Linked DNA regions of Mus musculus: all the other regions are linked to region 3. The links are chromatin contacts, called in public Hi-C and HiChIP or PLAC-seq maps. All regions are on one chromosome and are shown on one strand. The core of a region is the stretch at or near the end of the contact, and the rest is flanking DNA. Distances in the headings are between cores, read along the strand shown.

What was found. Hi-C and Micro-C count contacts between places; a contact is called where the count stands out from the background. HiChIP or PLAC-seq counts read pairs in DNA pulled down with a chosen protein or histone mark.
Region 1: a Hi-C map of adipose-derived mesenchymal stem cells shows a contact between it and region 3, with 2.2 times the contacts expected there. The contact joins the enhancer-like site here to the promoter of Rarb in region 3. A contact is called at or near these places in 3 of 484 Hi-C or Micro-C datasets (adipose-derived mesenchymal stem cells and uterus), 6 of 115 datasets of contacts at active chromatin or transcription factors (craniofacial prominence, differentiating embryonic stem cells, extraembryonic endoderm stem cells and 3 more) and 1 of 9 other capture datasets (embryonic stem cells).
Region 2: an H3K4me3 HiChIP or PLAC-seq map of neural tube shows a contact between it and region 3, with 3 times the contacts expected there. The contact joins the enhancer-like site here to the promoter of Rarb in region 3. A contact is called at or near these places in 4 of 484 Hi-C or Micro-C datasets (cranial neural crest and uterus), 3 of 115 datasets of contacts at active chromatin or transcription factors (craniofacial prominence, neural tube and stem cell-derived neural progenitor cells) and 1 of 9 other capture datasets (embryonic stem cells).
Region 4: a contact with region 3 is called in an H3K27ac HiChIP or PLAC-seq map of neural progenitor cells, with 5 times the contacts expected there. The contact joins the enhancer-like site here to the promoter of Rarb in region 3. A contact is called at or near these places in 5 of 484 Hi-C or Micro-C datasets (liver, nephron progenitors and uterus), 5 of 115 datasets of contacts at active chromatin or transcription factors (neural progenitor cells, neural tube, pancreatic cancer cells and 1 more) and 1 of 9 other capture datasets (liver).

What each region holds. Positions count from the first base shown.
Region 1 is chr14:17,010,968-17,014,083 of GRCm38.p6, reverse strand. It overlaps a transcript of Rarb not described here. Among named protein-coding and RNA genes, the nearest start is that of Gm32121, 400 kb to the left of the region's middle. Within about 2 kb of position 1,638, at least 14 of the 459 cell types and tissues checked have an H3K27ac peak or open chromatin away from gene starts, as enhancers often do. A contact at or near this core is called in adipose-derived mesenchymal stem cells and pancreatic cancer cells, where this site is marked.
Region 2 is chr14:16,958,086-16,961,391 of GRCm38.p6, reverse strand. It overlaps a transcript of Rarb not described here. Among named protein-coding and RNA genes, the nearest start is that of Rarb, 380 kb to the right of the region's middle. Within about 2 kb of position 1,666, at least 43 of the 459 cell types and tissues checked have an H3K27ac peak or open chromatin away from gene starts, as enhancers often do. A contact at or near this core is called in neural tube, where this site is marked.
Region 3 is chr14:16,573,683-16,576,765 of GRCm38.p6, reverse strand. Rarb (retinoic acid receptor, beta) reads left to right here and starts at 1,290. Exons shown (of 8, transcript NM_011243.2): 1 at 1,290-1,908. The coding sequence starts at 1,752.
Region 4 is chr14:16,839,460-16,842,429 of GRCm38.p6, reverse strand. It overlaps a transcript of Rarb not described here. Among named protein-coding and RNA genes, the nearest start is that of Rarb, 270 kb to the right of the region's middle. Within about 2 kb of position 1,284, at least 26 of the 459 cell types and tissues checked have an H3K27ac peak or open chromatin away from gene starts, as enhancers often do. A contact at or near this core is called in neural progenitor cells and neural tube, where this site is marked.

The DNA of each region.
Region 1 (3,116 bases), core at 389-2,888, 440 kb before region 3:
CCCCTCTTACTGTTTTGAAAACAGCTCTTATAGTGCACATTGAGGAAGACATAGTCTCCAAAGTGTTTGTAAGCAGAGCTGGGAATATCTGATATTTGTTGGCTAATCCGAACATCCAAAACCTGACATTCTTCTCATGCACACTTCCAGTCTTGGGATTTCAGACCTAGGGATGCAGAGGCCATATTATTTTCTGTGTTTCATTCAGTTGACTAAAGGCCAAACCTTTACTGAGTCTTACAGCACATGCTCAGTCCTTTGCCTTTTGTTGTAAAGACTTACATTTACTTGGACATCCCCCCCCCTTTTCTTTTTTATTTCTATGTTCTGGAATTTGTTTTCCCACCCTTTTCTAAGACCAAACTAGTTTGTATGAGCTTTTTTTTGTTTTTGTTTTTTTGTTTTTTTGTTTTGTTTTGTTTTGTTTTTTTTCAAGTCAGGGTTTCTCTGTGTAACCCTGGCTGTCCTGGAACTCACTCTGTAGACCAGGCTGGCCTCGAACTCAGAAATCTGCCTGTCTCTGCCTCCCAAGTGCTGGGATTGCATTTTTAAAACTCTTATATATCCTAGCACTTTTTCAAATTCCTATAGATACTGTTGTAGTGATTTTGAAATGTGGATTGCTTTCTATTTCACACCATATTTGTGTGTGTTTCACTGGAATCCCTGGAGCAAAATACATTGTATTGACTTAAGAAATTGTAAGAAATAGGGACAGGGAACAAACGGGGAGAAACTGAGAGAGAAAGAGAGGGAGAGAGAGGGAGAGAGAGAGAGAGAGAGAGAGAGAGAGAGAGAGAGAGAGAGAGAGAGAGAGATATTCTGAGTAGTTAGTTCTCCATAAGAGGCAATTCCATCCTTTTTGGTTGCTCTCTGGACTATGAACTGTTCAACATGAATTATTGATGACCTGACTAGAGGATGGTAGGAAATAGGGTAGGGAGAGGGCATTGGCTTGTCAGAATTGCTTAGTGGAGATCAGGCTCACAGGTCTAGAATAAGAAACAGACTTTAGAGGGAAATGGATGTGATATTCCCAATAGTGACGCAGAGTTGACACTGCTGATTTCATGATGAACACATCTGCTCTCCTGTGGTGTAGTGACTCAGCACTCTGCCAGGTTCTCTTGGGCACTAGTGGTTCATTTCTAGAAGGTAAGGTTTAAGCAGATCCCATTTGAATATAAAGTAATATGACTGTTTTGTCAGTCTGACATGGTGCAATGCAGGGCCTATAATAACATGTGTATTACTTAGATGTTTTGATATCAAAGCAGGCTTACATGGCATATCACACTGGGCCCCCATTTTGCTGAGAAAACTTCATGCTTACTCTTCTTGTCTCATTAATTTCCTTCTGCCTTGACCCCTTTGGCTGGATGCTGAAAGGACTTCTTTAGCCTGTGGGGCTAATTTTTAAATTGAATTATCTTTGATTTCTAAAACTTTAATTTTATATTTACTTATACCTGTGGGTGCCTCTGCCTCTCTGTCTGTATGTCTGTCTCTGTCTCTGTCTCTGTCTCTGTCTCTGTCTCTGTCTCTGTCTCTGTCTCTCTCTCTCTCTCTCTGTGTGTGTGTGTGTGTGTGTGTATACAAAAGAAGGTCACATGAGGGCATCAGATCCCCAGGAGTTGGAGTTAAAGGTAACTATGAACTGCCTAGTATGTGGTTTAAACCAAATAATGGCCCTTAGAAAGCAGGAAGCATTCTTAGCTGCTGAGTCATCTCTCCAGGCTCCTAATCAAAAAAAAAAAAAAATCTTGTTTTATTGGTGATGACTAATTTATTTTTATTATCTAGTATATAAGAGGAATTTATTAAGTGTGTGCTTACGTGTATTGCAAGTGTGCACACAAGTGTCATGCAGGTGTGTAAATACCCTTTTTCTTCATTAAATTTTAGGCTTTAAGAAGAGTGTTGCCTCTTTTGAGAACATAATTTTTTTCTTTTTTTTTCCATTTTTTATTAGGTATTTAGCTCATTTACATTTCCAATGCTATACCAAAAGTCCCCCATATCCACCCACCCCCACTCCCCTGCCCACCCACTCCCCCTTTTTGGCCCTGGTGTTCCCCTGTACTGGGGCATATAAAGTTTGCAAGTCCAATGGGCCTCTATTTCCAGTGATGGCCGACTAGGCCATCTTTTGATATATATGCAGCTAGAGTCAAGAGCTCCGGGGTACTGGTTAGTTCATAATGTTGTTCCACCTATAGGGTTGCAGATCCCTTTAGCTCCTTGGGTACTTTCTCTAGCTCCTCCATTGGGAGCCCTATGATCCATCCATTAGCTGACTGTGAGCATCCACTTCTGTGTTTGCTAGGCCCCGGCATAGTCTCACAAGAGACAGCTACATCTAGGTCCTTTCAATAAAATCTTGCTAGTGTATGCAATGGTGTCAGCGTTTGGATGCTGATTATGGGGTGGGTCCCTGGATATGGCAGTCTCTACATGGTCCATCCTTTCATCTCAGCTCCAAACTTTGTCTCTGTAACTCCTTCCATGGGTGTTTTGTTCCCAAATCTAAGGAGGGGCATAGTGTCCACACTTCAGTCTTCATTCTTCTTGAGTTTCATGTGTTTAGCAAATTATATCTTATATCTTGGGTATCCTAGGTTTGGGGCTAATATCCACTTATCAGTGAGTACATATTGTGTGAGTTTCTTTGTGAATGTGTTACCTCACTCAGGATGATGCCCTCCAGGTCTATCCATTTGGCTAGGAATTTCATAAATTCATTCTTTTTAATAGCTGAGTAATACTCCATTGTGTAGATGTACCACATTTTCTGTATCCATTCCTCTGTTGAGGGGCATCTAGGATCTTTCCAGCTTCTGGCTATTATAAATAAGGCTGCTATGAACATAGTGGAGCATGTGTCCTTCTTACCAGTTGGGGCATCTTCTGGATATATGCCCAGGAGAGGTATTGCTGGATCCTCCGATAGTACTATGTCCAATTTTCTGAGGAACCGCCAGACTGATTTCCAGAGTGGTTGTACAAGCCTGCACTCCCACCAACAATGGAGGAGTGTTCCTCTTTCTCCACATCCTCGCCAGCATCTGCTGTCACCTGAATTTTTGATCTTAGCCATTCTGACTGGTGTGAGGTGG
Region 2 (3,306 bases), core at 417-2,916, 380 kb before region 3:
TCAACAGATAAAGTGCAGGGGAGAGATCTTTCAAGCAAGTACTCAGAGAATGTTACTGTGGTAATATTGACCTGAGACAATACTTGCCCTCTCCTCTCCTCTGTCTTTCCATCCCACTCCCTTGCCTTTCTCTTTCTCACATCAGCCCATTCCCCATTCTTCCCAGCATGCTCACCATTCCTTTAAGGGACTTGCCTCAGAGTAGAGCCCACAGAGTAGAGGTGAATGGGACACATTATTGTGGATTCTAGTTTATCAGGAATGTTCAAATGAGCCGAGTCAGCCTTCAAATGATTAAGTTTTATAGCAAAGTTTATTAAACTCTGATGATAAAAAAAAAAAGCAACCAATCTTCTGGCCATTTTCTTACTAGATTATCACAGAAGTACTATGAGATAGGTGTTCTATCTGGCATAATGTCTACCCACAAGTCCTATCTGCTTAGATAATTTAAAGACAGTCCCCCATCTCAGGAGCTCACTGAGGCTGTATATTCTGTTTCCTTCCTCATATTTCTGCAATGCAGAACAGTCTTCCAAGGAGAAGGAGTTGTGAAATGTCTGTTTAGTTTAGCAAATGATTAAATCTTGTTATGAATTTTGCTTTTCATTGGAAGTTCTGGAAGGGTGGATTGGTGAGCAGTGTGTTATCACCAGAGTTTAATATGTCAACCTGACATTCCCTGTGTCTGTCACCATCTCCAAACCCCAGGGAATGTTGCTTGCCACCCTCAATTCCTCACCATCCACATCCCGGGCCTTCTCTCCACAGTGTTGTTCATGGTGGCTATTTACCCTCTAAATATTTGAAACCAACATCTTCATTTGCATCTGTTGGAGAGGTTCTTGAGATCTAGCTCGAAAATTCTGTCTTTATGTCCTAGCTCTAGTGGCTTTTCTCAGTCCCTAAAGCAGAGGGATAAGAGGAACATGTTCCAGTAAGCAACTGAGTAGGAGTGTGTTTGAGAACTCTGAAGGTCATGACCCTTTTCCTCCTATTATGATACACTCATAATTCATGAGATAACACGTGCGTGCCTAGATAAGGCCTTCTTAAAATTCCTCCCTTTTTCCTTAGCCTAAATTCCTCTTTAAGATTTGAAGCCCTGGAGGACAGAGTATCATTTCCCATATTGTGATCTGAAGTCAATTTAAAAAGATTAACTAATAATAAAATAACTAAGAAGTTGGATTTGTATGTGCATAAATAATAAAAATTAATATAAAGACTGCTCTGGGAGCCCAGGAACTCAGGGAGGAGTGGAGGTGTTGACACCACAGTCAAGAAACAGGGGAGTGCAGAACACAGAAGAGGGGAGACATCCGAGATGACCAAGCAATTAGAGGGTAGCATTTACTAGCCATCTTCCCCTGCACATACAATCAGTGGCTGAGTTTCCCTTCTCCAGCAGTGAGAGAAGGAGACATGTGTGACATACTGTTCTTCCCAGTTTTCCAGAAAATTGTACCTTAGTCATGAACCTTAGAATTCCCATCAAATCCATAGTCTTTTTGGTGTCAGTGGAGGCGTTGGTGATGTGTGCTCACAGCTGTCTAAAGCTCGGGCTAACTCTTCAGGGGCAGCACGCAGTCAAAGTTTTCTGCTGGCTTTGTAGCCCTTTGCTCTGAGCTGGCTCTTTAGCCAGCTGACCCAGGACTTTCTTTATTGTATGCGGCTATCACTCACTGTCAAGACTAGAGAAATTATATCAAATCCAGGCCCTGATAGAGAAATTGCACTCTTGAGTGTTCTCCTTTATGCAACTTGATGGACACCAAATAAAACAACACAGTTGTGAGAATCTAATCCACTGTGTGATTGATTGGTTACCCATGTCCCCATTAGCTGCAATGATTTCTTCTATTCCTTTTAAGGTTGCACTTTGATTTCTTAATAAAATTTACTGCCCTGAACACTTCACTTCGTTGCAATTAAGAGCACAAATGAGCATGAACTTCACTGTGGGACTCTGTAACTCCAGCTCTTCCATTGTGTTTAATCTACAAAGCAGACACATTTACTGCAAGCATTTATGTCTTCAGGGTTACTGTAGCACAGGCTAGATTTTCTGAGTCCTTTAAGACTGCTATAAGGAGATGGGTTGGATTGAAAGCCTCATATGAGCATGCCGTTCTTACTCGCCCACTGGCTTTCTAAGGAAGGGGCACACATTGACAAATGCTGGCATGTCACTTTGTTTGTGAAGTTACAACAAAAAGGATTATTTGTGAAAGTACATTTCATCCTCCATAGTGTGTGACTATGCCTTTATGTTTTCCAACTTATTGAGGTATAATTAACAAATGAAATGATATAAATTAAGGTGTTCACCATGGTTTGGCAATGTATGCTTTCTGACATTTATTATTCACGCTTACTGTAAGCATTTCTGTCTTCAGAATTACTTTTTCCAAATCATCTTATTTCTGGCAAATTGAGTTACAGGTACATCTATTTCCTCACATAATTTTCTCTATGTCTGTATGTCTGTCTGTCTATATGTCTGTCTGCCTCCCTCGAGCGTGCTATCTCTCACTCTCTCTCTGCATTTGTGTGTGCCATCTGTGTCTCTCTCTGTGTGTTTGTGTGTGTGTATAGATGACTGTCTATCTGTCTGTGTGTCTGCCTGTGACTGTCTCTGTGTGTGTGTCTGTCTCTCACTCTGTGCATTTGTGTGTGTGACTGTCTTCTGTCTCTGTATGTCTCTCTTTCTGTGTATATGTGTATGTCTGTCTGCCTGTGTGTGTGTGTGTGTGTGTGTGTGTGTGTATGTAAACATGTAAGATATAAGCACCAAGTGAATTTTGAGTATAGAGCAGTCAGGTATGATTCCACAGTTTGTTGATCTGCATGGCTCTAGCCTCCCACACTCTGGGCCAACATACATCCCTATCCTGTCACCTCAGACCCTGCCAACTGCCATTACCCTCCCACTCTTGTAATTTTCCCACGTCTCCTGTCAAAGCTCTGAACAAGAAGTGCTTCCTGTCCCTTGTGAAGAACCAGGGAAAATGTTGAAACTCTGGGAGTGAATTTGTGGGCCAGGTTCAGTGATGAGGAGGCTTGAAGCCCTTAGGGGAGGGACTCTTAGGGGAATATAAGTTTCAATACTGCTTTTAAAACTGATCACTTTGTGTTTTTATTGTTAAAATAACTTTAATTCACCAAAACCACGTTTTGATAAACACTCATTCTAAGATTATTGGAATCCATTTCTTTTTTTTTAATGTTAAATTCACAAGCTGTACTTCTATGTCATAATTATTTAGCAGACACATAAAATGTGTATCTGGTCATTCTTAACTG
Region 3 (3,083 bases), core at 41-2,540:
TCAGACAGGGCACAAGTCTACTAACTGCTGAACACTGTAGCCTCAGGAAGGTCTGGGTATCCTTGGCAAAAGTCCCACAGCTAGAAACAGGAGGCTGAGACACTGCTAATATTCCTTTTGTGTGTTTATTGAGAAGTGACAGGTAGTTATTTACGTTCTATGGATGGTATACAGATGAGAAAACTGGGTCCTAGAGAAAATCAGTATTTTCCTAGACACACAGATGGCCAGTGACAGAGTTACTGTTTTCACCAACCAGCAAACCAGAATCTAAAATTCTTTCTCTGTCTCTCTCTCTCTGTCTCTATATCTCTCTCTGTCTCTCTCTGTCTCTATATCTCTCTCTGTCTCTCTCTGTCTCTATATCTCTCTCTGTCTCTCTCTGTCTCTATATCTCTCTCTGTCTGTCTGTCTCTCTCTCTCTCTCTCTCTCTCTCTCTCACACACACACACACACACACACACACACACACACCTCAGTCTCTGTGTTTTGCCTTTCACTTTCTGTGTTTGTGAGAGTGCGATTGGCAATGGGGGGTGGGGGGTGGGGGGTGGGGGGAGGGAGGTGGTGGATAGAAAGAAGAGAAAGGTGAGATTAGGAACAGAGTTTGGTGCAACTAATCTGTGACTGCTCCAGGTGTTTCTGCCTGCAGGGTTTTTAAAGTCTAAGTAGATCCCAGAAGGGACTTTTCTCTCCCCTCCGGAGCTAGGACAATCCCTTCAGCGAGCTCAGCTAAAGCCTGAAAGAGTGAGAAAAAGGGAGGAAATAATAATAATAATAATAATAATAATAATATGAAGAAGGAATAAAAAGACGGCAGGCTTAATGGAAAGTTTCCCGGCCCCAGAGGCTTCCCTCTGCGAGCGGTGGCGGGGCTCCTGATGGGCAGTTCGGGGCTTGCGGAGTGCTTTTACGGGAGTGGAAAGATACCTAAGTTGCAAGGGCTTGGCCAGGAACAGGAGAGCAGAGAGGAATTTCAGAGGCGAGCTGAGGGCGAGGGTCTCCCTGCCAGGGCCGGCCGATGAAAAGGCGCAAACCGCAGCCGCACTCCCGCTCCTCCCTGCGCTCCTGGCATTGTTTGCACGCTGAGCCGTGGGGAGCACCGCGCGGCTGGCCGCGGACTCGCTGGCTGAAGGCTCTTGCAGGGCTGCTGGGAGTTTTTAAGCGCTGTGAGAATCCTGGGAGTTGGTGATGTCAGACTGGTTGGGTCATTTGAAGGTTAGCAGCCCGGGAAGGGTTCACCGAAAGTTCACTCGCATATATTAGGCAATTCAATCTTTCATTCCGTGTGACAGAAGTGGTAGGAAGTGAGCTGCTCCGAGGCAGGAGGGTCTATTCTTTGCCAAAGGGGGGGACCAGAGTTCCCGTGCGCCGCGGCCACAAGACTGGGATGCAGAGGACGCGAGCCACCCGGGCAGGGAGCGTCTGGGCACCGGCGGGGTAGGACCCGCGCGCTCCCGGAGGCCTGCGCGGGCGTCGCCTGGAAGGGAGAACTTGGGATCGGTGCGGGAACCCCCGCCCTGGCTGGATCGGCCGAGCGAGCCTGGAAAATGGTAAATGATCATTTGGATCAATTACAGGCTTTTAGCTGGCTTGTCTGTCATAATTCATGATTCGGGGCTGGGAAAAAGACCAACAGCCTACGTGCCAAAAAAGGGGCAGAGTTTGATGGAGTTCGTGGACTTTTCTGTGCGGCTCGCCTCCACACCTAGAGGATAAGCACTTTTGCAGAGCGCGGTGCGGAGAGATCATGTTTGACTGTATGGATGTTCTGTCAGTGAGTCCCGGGCAGATCCTGGATTTCTACACCGCGAGCCCTTCCTCCTGCATGCTGCAGGAAAAGGCTCTCAAAGCCTGCCTCAGTGGATTCACCCAGGCCGAATGGCAGCACCGGCATACTGCTCAATGTAGGTTTATTATTTTTTTTCCTTTCTTTTACCAAGGAAAAATAAATGTCTCTCTTGCATGCAATAAAGACACTGGAATAAAGTGCAGTGGTGGCAAGACAAAGGGTTTAATGATTTAATGCTGAAGGGGTGTGATAGGCTGCCATGCATATGGATTCCCTCTGCTGAAATTCCCTTGGAGAGGTTTCTTGAAACGCTCCTGCGCCCCTGTTCTCCCTTACCACCCTATTCTTTCTTGAAGATAGGTGTTTTTTGTTTGTTTGTTTGTTTGTTTTTAAATAAGTACGAAAGGAAGGGGAAAAATAGAAGGTGACCACGGACTTTGAACATTCTTCAAGTAGTGCAATCTGATATTCCATGCAATTTGTGTAACGGGTAGAGAGGGGACTTAACTTTGCTGGGATTAGCCACGAGCTCAGTAACACTTCCCCCTTATGTATTTCAACAGTGCAAAGTAATTAAAATATGACATGGTCTCTTCAAGGAATGCAACCGTGTAAAGGCGGTTAATCAGAGTTCATAATGTACCGGGCAGGATGGTGCAAGATGCTGCCTCCCTCGTTCCCTTCACCGAGAAAAGGCAATATGTCTTAGCTGTGACCCCACTGCCATCTCTCCGAGTTACTTTGTTGGTCTAAGAAGTTTCTGTTTTGCTAGGTTACTCCTGGTCACCAACACCCCTCGGGCTGGCCATTCATTATTTCCATACCTTACAATTCAGTCAGGAGCCTGGACTTCAGTTAAAGGAAAAGAAATCTAAATGGGGTAGCCTCGTTTTCAAAAACAATATTGACTGTTTGGTTATCTGATGCTGACATGGTGCTTCAGCTTCATCAGTCAACAGTAGCTCAGCTGCAGGCCTGAGAAATGACCAGGAGTCCTGGGAAATCTTACATAGAGCTGATGGTAGTGGGAGCCTGCAGGATGCTTCGCCACCCTGACAGTGATTTAGATAAATGGCTCATCTATCTATCAAAATGTTTTTAGTACTTGATTTGACAATTCATTGGAGCATTAGCCTGAAAATGACATTTTAAATCCTTGTTTACAAAGCGGTCAAAGTTTAACTGGGAGAAATTGAGTTTTCCTAACAACAAGGTGACTTGTCTAAAGAGAGAGGCAAAAGGCAAAATAGAGGAGGGGCAGGGGCAGCATGTCAGCTGACTCTCTGAAAC
Region 4 (2,970 bases), core at 35-2,534, 270 kb before region 3:
GCCTTTTAAAAAAAATTAAAAATCATTATAATCTAGAAGCTATAATTCTTTCTGTTTTCCACCCAAAACAACAATAGGATTCTTGGCAAGTGATGGTGATTTCTGGCTTAGGAAGACCAGACCACACACCTGTGTGCCAGATGTACCTTGCAACCATAACTCTCTCAGATTTCTGTGAAGTCTGCCCCATGCTGACTCCTTTCTACAGAGAAGGGACATTGGTCTCCAGTCTTCTGCAGGCGAGGTTCCCTGGGGTTTGCTTGTTTGCTTAGTTTATAGGCCCCTTCATTGAATTTCAATGTCTTGAGTGACCTTTGCCAGCACAGGAGGCCTTAGTCATTTGCTCATGGGTGAGTCTGCGTTCTCTGCATGTTTGGTTTCTGCCAGGCGCTTTTCTAACTGTATCACTAGTTGTCAGCCTTCTCTACCCGGTCGGCCATATCAACATCAATCCTAGTTAATGGATGATCAGGTCCTCAGGATTTCCATGGGGTGCCTGAACAGTGTCATCTGATACTGAATGTAGCTTTAATGAGAATGAATGGGGCTCGATAACGGATGGATCTGCATTGATACACCCTGGGACAGGACACCTTTGTGGCCCCGCTTTGTTTCTGTAGGAATGCCTCTGCACTGAATCTGGGCCATTTCTATACCACTGTGCTAAGAACTGTGGAGTCTCATTCATCTCCACAGAGGCCAGCTCACCCTGGAGGCCCATCTGTTTGAGTGGATGCAGGAAAATGTCACAGACATGTGGCCCGTTCACGCACATTGCCACTGAGAGATTTCTGGCTATTAATCTCCCTCGGTTGTGATGACTCTCTGGTCACACACATTCTGCTACCGCTTGAAAAAGAAAAAAGAAACAGACTTTTAGAGTTGTCATTTATTTTTATTGTAATTTTAAAAGTGAAATTAAAATTTTAAAAGAATAATAAATAAGTGTTATAGTGTTATTTTACTTTTAATACAGAGTCTAATTGAAGACACTCTCACCACGTGCACACACACACACGAGAGAGAAAGAGAGAGAGAGAGAGAGAGAGAGAGAGAGAGAGAGAGAAGATTTTAAAATGCCTTAGACAGTATTTTTGAGTCCTTCTTAGTATAAGATACCCAATGCTGTGTTTTGGTCCCGAGGACTTTTGAGGCAGAGAATTTTTTGTGCTTATAAATGGTAGCTTAAGCAAGAGAGAAACAACATGGTCTTAACAAGAACAGGACTGAAAGTGGTGCTGACTCTGGCAGATTGCTCGTGTGATACAATAGTTAGGGGCCTGGCAGGCTTTTCACAGTAACCACTGCCAACTGCAGAGTCAGCGCTCTGGAGCTGAATCCTAGTCAGGGGAAAGAAGAGCGACTTCGTTATGTCTGTGGCTTTCTAGCAAATTCCCTGAACTTATTTTTCAGTCAAGAAATCACTCTAAACTGCAGAATTTGTGTATGTGTGTCAATAATACTTCATACAAATGGATGCATAATTCACACAGCACAGGAAACAGTGAAGCATTTGTTAAAAATAAATTGAGTTGTATTTTTTCTTTGTTCCAGTATGAGTATGAACTGATTCATTCAATCAAATATGCCTAATGCTCTAAGGTTTTCTCATGGCCTCGACAGTATTAAGAAATACTAGAGCTTCCTGGGCACCAGGAGCAGCTCCAAACATGTCAACTCACTCTATCTTTCTCACAAACGTGTGAACTGATTGCGTTTAAAATCGACTCAATGAAACTGAGGTCTTACCTGAACGTCTACAGCATTCCCTTACACCACACAGAAACTCATAATTAGAATGCCATCAGTTTTGAAATAGCAATTATTTAAAATATTATTTTAATCATATTTCCATGATTTATATTCTATTACCATAATCATTTAGTATTTAATTTTTAATTTTTTACTTAATTTATTGACATTTCAAATGATATAAACTCTTAACAACAAGCAAGGGCTAACAGTCTCACACCCAGAGAACTCAATACTATGGAACCAGGTTTTGCAAAAAAAAAAAAAAGAGTCCATTACATAGCTAGGAGCTGTGGGGTAGGGTGTGTGCACTATGTGTGTGTGTGCATTTGTTTATGTATGTCTATGTCTATACATGTATGTGTGCATTTGTGTGTGTGCATACAGATATGCATGTGTATATGTATATATGAGTAGGAAGTTCTACGCATGAGTGTGAGTGCATGTATGTGTTTATGTATATGGTTGCGCAGCTGGGCAATTGTACACATGACTGTGTGCACTTTGTGTATATATCTCTGTGATGTCCATCCTCATAACTTGATCTGAAGTCTGCTTTGAGATCTCAGGAAGGAAGTGTAGAGGACCTGCTCACTGGTTCATGATCAGTAAGGGAAGCTGTCGAGTTCCTGTATATAGATGCAGATCATCATGGGTCTTAACTGTAAGCTCTAGCCTTGCAAAGAAAAACATTCCTTGTGTCTGTTTTGTTTCTTTTCTTTCCTTTCCTTTTCTTTTTTCTCTTCTTTTCTTTCTCCCTTCCTCCTCTCTCTCCTTTTCTCTCCCACTTTCCTCCTATTTTCTCTCTTTTTCTTTTGCCCCCCTTTCTCTTATGGATGAGAGAGATTTCTATTGGGGTCAGGAGATACCTTAAGTTTGTAACTGCAGAAGTTATTGCAAATGAACTGGCTTCTCAGCATACCCATTTTTGAAAAGTCCTCTCTCTACATAGTCCCAAAGTGGGTTATGGGGCCTACCCAGAAAAGTAACTAATAGACAACTAACACATGGCTTATTTGTGCCAGTTCAGGTGTGTGGCCTTTTTTAGGTGCATTTTTTTGAATTCTCATGTGTGTTCAAGAGTTCAAAAGACAATGTTTAGACTTGGGCCTGTGTTCTCTTTAACTGCCTTTGTAGCCAGCTTGCATTTGTTTAGAAAATCTATTCTAAAGTTGAACCATTATTACATTATTATTTTACTTGAACCATTAATATATT